Regions from separate parts of the Mus musculus genome. Here region 1 is linked to region 2. The links are chromatin contacts, called in public HiChIP or PLAC-seq maps. All regions are on one chromosome and are shown on one strand. The core of a region is the stretch at or near the end of the contact, and the rest is flanking DNA. Distances in the headings are between cores, read along the strand shown. Region 1 has its middle 11 kb from the start of Prdm8. Region 2 has its middle 69 kb from the start of Gm33609.

Evidence for each region. HiChIP or PLAC-seq counts read pairs in DNA pulled down with a chosen protein or histone mark.
Region 1: a contact with region 2 is called in an H3K4me3 HiChIP or PLAC-seq map of neural tube, with 6 times the contacts expected there. The contact joins two enhancer-like sites. A contact is called at or near these places in 1 of 484 Hi-C or Micro-C datasets (cerebellum) and 9 of 115 datasets of contacts at active chromatin or transcription factors (astrocytes, differentiating embryonic stem cells, embryonic basal ganglia and 6 more).

Annotation. Positions count from the first base shown.
Region 1 is chr5:98,168,771-98,171,470 of GRCm38.p6, reverse strand. It overlaps a transcript of Prdm8 not described here. Among named protein-coding and RNA genes, the nearest start is that of Prdm8, 11 kb to the left of the region's middle. Within about 2 kb of position 1,395, at least 11 of the 459 cell types and tissues checked have an H3K27ac peak or open chromatin away from gene starts, as enhancers often do. A contact at or near this core is called in neural tube, where this site is marked.
Region 2 is chr5:97,199,512-97,202,211 of GRCm38.p6, reverse strand. No RefSeq gene overlaps it. Among named protein-coding and RNA genes, the nearest start is that of Gm33609, 69 kb to the right of the region's middle. Within about 2 kb of position 1,396, at least 6 of the 459 cell types and tissues checked have an H3K27ac peak or open chromatin away from gene starts, as enhancers often do. A contact at or near this core is called in neural tube, where this site is marked.

The DNA.
Region 1 (2,700 bases), core at 146-2,645, 970 kb before region 2:
GTTTCCTGTGAAGGAAGAGTACATCTAATGGGAAAAAAAATCCATGTGTCAGCATAAGAATTAAGTGTGGTAGAACATTTGGCCTAGACTTAGGAAAAGGCCAGAAGTTAGCCGTCCAAAGCATCTAAATGCTTCTGTCTGACATGCTCAGTGAGTATAAGTTTTGAGTCTTACCTCAACTACTAAATGTTTTCTCCTCTCTAGAAGGAAACAAGATGTAAAGGTTCCTACTGGAATGTGGGGCAGCAGTGTGCTTCAGAGATGTAGAGGAAGTTTTTGGTAGAAAACTGTGACCTTTTTGGAAGCTGCCCCGGCCTTCCAACAAGTTTCTAGGGTCAGGATAAAATATGGAATGCAGGATAAAGGGACTTTGGAACAAGAAGGAGGGCTGGAAGTTTCTTAAAGTGGAAAAATGGAATTTCCATGGTCGGGAAAACAAGGACTATACCTGAAGTAGAAAGAGAGCCAGCATTGAGATTGGTTAGCTTGTCTTAATGCGGTGTGTGTGTGTGTGTGTGTGTGTGTGTGTGTGTGTGTATGACAGTGCTTTAAAACAGCATCTACAGGCAAGGGGTGGGGGTGGGTACACACTTCAGCAGCAGAGGCAAAATACACCTGACTTAAGAAAAGCAAAACTCAGGAAAGATAAAGAGAAGATGAACAGTAAAGGGTATGTGTTAAGGTGAGTTTGTCCTCCAGCAGAGGCTTGCACTGTGTGTATCCCTCAACAACTGAATTTAAATCTCCTTCCAAACAGTGTTGCATTCCCAGATATCCCTTAAACTCCCTTCCAGCTCAAACCCCTTCAAAGTGATAAGCACACCTGGCTCTCCATATTTGTCATTTTCCTCTCTCCTTCAAGATTAGTGTCTGTCCTCTGGCTTTGGCTTCCCCTTTTGTTCCTCACCGATAATAGGATAACCAGCAAGGAAGCCTCGCTCAGCTCAGCAAGACAGACAGGAAAACAGGGCCTCCAACAGCCTTTAAGAGCGCGTCCTTCTGCTTGTCACCCCGGGGTGAGCCCGTGCTGAAGCAGCATCCGCAACCTGGGGTCTTTCATAAACTTCTGGCTCTCGGTGCAGGCTCCACGCAGATCCTGACTAAAAAATGCTGTTAGCAGAAAGGCGAATCAAATCAAATCAGACCAATTCCTTACTGTTTGACCCCAGGGGCAGAGGAGACACTGGTGAGAAGGGAGCCACAACTTGGAAAAAGATTTATTTTTCCTGGCCGTAAATCTCACCCTCTTGTTCCTCTGCCCAACCAAGCATGGTAAAGTCCTTTTCCATAAAGTATTCAGCATTAGAGCCACAAAGCTCCCCCAATCAGCAGCCATCTGCTTCTACCATAACTGCTGCTACCGAACCAGGGAAAGCAGCCGCAGAGAAAGGGCACCGCTGCTAGGCTCCTGGACAAATGAGCCTGAATAGCTCTGGTTTTCCTTGTGTATCTGTATCTATAGAGACAGGAGAAGAAAGGCCGCATTATATTGATACAACAATTGTAAAACAAAACACGGAAGAGCCATCTAAAGGGCAATATCGCATGCATCAGGGGTCCCCAGATAAAAGGGGAGCTAACAGATTTATAGAAACCTTTAATTGGTTTTCAATTGAAAGCTAAAGAGGCTGGAGCGAAGCCGTGAAGAGCCGCAAAGTGCTCTCTCGTTTAGCCCGTCTGGAGGCGTGAACGATTTCGTGGAAGGAGAAAGGGGGCTTGCCTCTTGGGCCTGGGAGCCACGGGCTGATTTTAGATTTTCGCACTCTCTCGATTAGTAGTAAGGGGAGAGAGAAGGAAAGGGCAAAAATCAAAGATAACTTTCTAGCTCCTCGCTGAAGAAATATTTTCAACAGGGGCGTCTCTAAACCTCAAATTCACAAAGAATGGTGAAGCCCGCCCTCACTAGCCGCTCTCCAAGTGCAGACTCAAACTAGGGAAGGGGTCTTTTCAGTACTCAGTCAGGGAGTGGTGCTAGCTCACGTGTTTGAGGCCGGCTAGTGTATTTCGCCCCAGGAAGCCGCTACTCTCCCTCCACCCCCTTTTGCAGTGCCCACCCACAGCAGCCCTGGACGTCGGTCCGTCTGTTCTTAAAGCTAATTTATTGGTCCAACCCTCCATTATCATTTTCAGCTTCCTAATTAATCAAAGATAAAAGGCAATGGCGCAAATTACGATTATGAGGGAACTGGAAGACGGTTTTGAATAAAATAGGAGAACTGGAATATGATTAATTGAACGACATGATAGTGAAATCTCAAGTGCGAGCAACAAGCCCCAAAGGGGCAAACCCTGATTCTTGTAAGGGGACAACGCCTACGTGAGGTCACGTGGGTTGAAGCACAGAAGGAAAAGAACTGGGTTCCAACTCCAGCTCCCAACCTAGCCCAGCGTTCTGTTCCTCCAACTGCTCCCCACCCCCACCGCAGTGCCGCCGTTCCTGTCCAATCTCTGGGCTCCTGGCTAGGGTTACTCCGCAGTAATTAACCTGCACCCCAGTTTCCCGCTTATCTCCCCTCACTTCTTTTCTCCACTCTCACATCCCTTTACTTTTGTCAAGGTTTCGTGAATTCTCGGGAAAGCACGTCCAGTCGGTCAAGAGACCGCTCCTGTAAAGAATAAACTGAGCCCCTGTCCGCCTCTGCTTTTTCAGAGGGAGGGATTAAGGGGCAGACACCGGGCGGGCTCGCAGTTTGCACTTGC
Region 2 (2,700 bases), core at 147-2,646:
TTTTAGAGTTGCCCAGTGTTTATTATAATAAGAGTCTCACAAATGTTTTTAGTCATAGGAGTGTATGTTATAAAAACACAATCTTCCAGGTCATTCAGCACCACACACTAAGACAAATTCTGCTCAAAATACATTCTATACTGTATTACTCCAAGATTCACTGGGCTCCTAAATTCCTTTCTAGAATGTTCGTGAGTTTAAGACTTCTGTGAACTTAGTTATCTTCTGCATAGATACCAGGAAAATTCCCATGAATAGAACCTCCCCTTGTAACAAAGAACAACTGGCCTCTTCCTGGATACAAAGGCTTTAAATGTTTTCTGATACTGAGCAGAAATGTAGGTGAAAGAGTTAAGCCCAATAGGGAAAAAAAAAAAAGAAGTATCAGCCTTAAAATACAAAGCAAACAGAAAGGATGCTGGCGTGTGGCAGCTCCAATATAGCTAGTCTGTACCATTTAGTGAACATGTCATCCCTATGTGTGGGGAGGAGACAAGTAGTCAATGGGAAGAAAAATTATTGATCTACTAACAACTTTAATACAACCTTGAAATAAATTCTGTCCCAAACCCAGAAGCCTGATTTAGAATAATGCTTAAATTACCGACTTTCAGGCAAAACAAAAATCCTACCCTTAGGCAATTATCAGCAGGATCCTTCATTTGAAGTCTTTCAGGCTGTTCAAGGGAGACCCTGATAGTTGGCCAAAAGGAAACAATATACTGGGAGGCTCAATGTGGGCCAAGCAAAATGAAGCCTCCCAGTATGACAGTATTAAATTATTATGGCGGCTACAGGGGGCACAATTGTTAGTGTTCCCCTCCCATCAATGATCCTGACCCACTCTTCCCTGCAGTGAGTGTTCCTTGTCATACCCAATATTAAAATGCTTTGATAATAATAAGATTGTCAAGATAATAGCAGGAAACTTTCAGTTAGAAACTCAGCTTTCAAAAGCCAGCTGTGTTCAACCTTGATTGATCTTCCTAAGAAGATGTCTTCAAAAAGCCCAAATTTTCCTATGTATGTACAAATCAGAACAAAGCTTCCTCTTTATATAAATATACATGTGCATATCTAAGTACAGGAGTGCTCATATACATAGGGCACTGAGCGCTGGTTCATCCCTGCCCATGAGAATGAATGCTCTAAGGAGGAAAGCCAGAAGACAGTGGCTGTATGAGGAACTGGACAGCCTTCTCCTAACTTTCTCTTTGGGTGTGTGAGCTTTCCTCCCCCCTCACAGCTTTAAGTGGATGCACGAAGAGACAAGGTCTTAAATCAGAGAATGGTCTCCTATGTGGGCATTATTGATGGCACCTTGTTAGACGAAGCAGTTTGGCCTTTTTTTATGTCCTTTCATTCTGGACGACTTTCCAATCAATAGACCCAGTGAGGTGGGGTGTAATGTGGCTTTCAGAATAACACTAGTATTGTCAGCATGTTCAATATCTGTACTTCTTAAGACTGATTCAGAAAACTTTGCTCCTTTGTTCCGATAAAAATAGTGGTTTTCAGGAAATCTACCCTTTGGCTTTCTTTTCTTAGTCAATGCTGTTGGGTGTGCAACGATGGTAGATAAAAAGTGTCTATGGCCTGTGGAAAAAAAAACCAGCAGCTGAATTCTAAAGCCTTGCAGGTGGCTGCTGATAAATACAGTATTGTTATTTGTTGGCGTGAGTCCTCTCACAACACTCTGAATACGGGTCAAAAGGCTTAACAAATTCAGAAGTCAATTTTAAATTATAATCTGCATAGAAGTAAAACCTTAGCCATGCTACCCAAGAGGACTTCTTTCTCTCTCCTTGGTTATAGAAGGATGGACAGAATTTTATTCACCAGTTATATATCCTTTTAGCATGACTGAGCAATAGTTATTTTGGGTAATTTAAGGTTTACAGCCATGGTAGTCACATATTGAAGAAGGAATAACCTCTCTTTAAAATTACCTACTCTATGAGGAGAATTTATGTGTAAACTTGTTACAGTTTGGAAGAAAAGTGTTGTGAAAAGTATTCTGTCATCATCTGGGGCAGCAGAGACTCTTCGGTTCATCTCATTTGGTTTCATTTGCTTGGTTGGCTTTGTCCTCTCACACTCCCTGTCCCTCATCTTTGTGAAGTTAATTAGTGAACACCTACAAATATCTTCAAAGGTATTTTCTTCATAGACTAACTCTGTATGTGAGTTTTATATTCCCCAAGGTCATATGCCATACATTCTTTTCCTAAGGTTGAGCCTCCATCTACTTAATGTGCATGTCTGACTAATTAGATGACGGTGGCTGAAAGGAAGAAAAAATTCTCAGAAGGCTCCAGAACAGGGCCTATCCATGGTCAGTTTTCAGAGTAGTAGAGTCAGAGGAAAGAAACTGTTACATAACCCTGATATGTTTGATTTCTAATTATGATAATAAATTCTTTTTTATTGGATATTTTATTTATTTACATTTCAAATGTTATCCTCTTTGCAGATCCCCACCCCAAAACTCCCTATCCCATCCTACTCTCCTGCCTCTACGAGGGTGTTCCCTCACCCACCTACCCACTACCACTTCCCTGTCCTGGCATTCCCCTACACTGGGACATTGAGCCTTTCCTCTCATTGATGCATGACAAGGCTATCCTCTGCTACATATGTGGCTGAAGCCATGGGCCCATCCATATGTACTCTTTGGTTGGTGGTTTAGTCCCTGGGAGC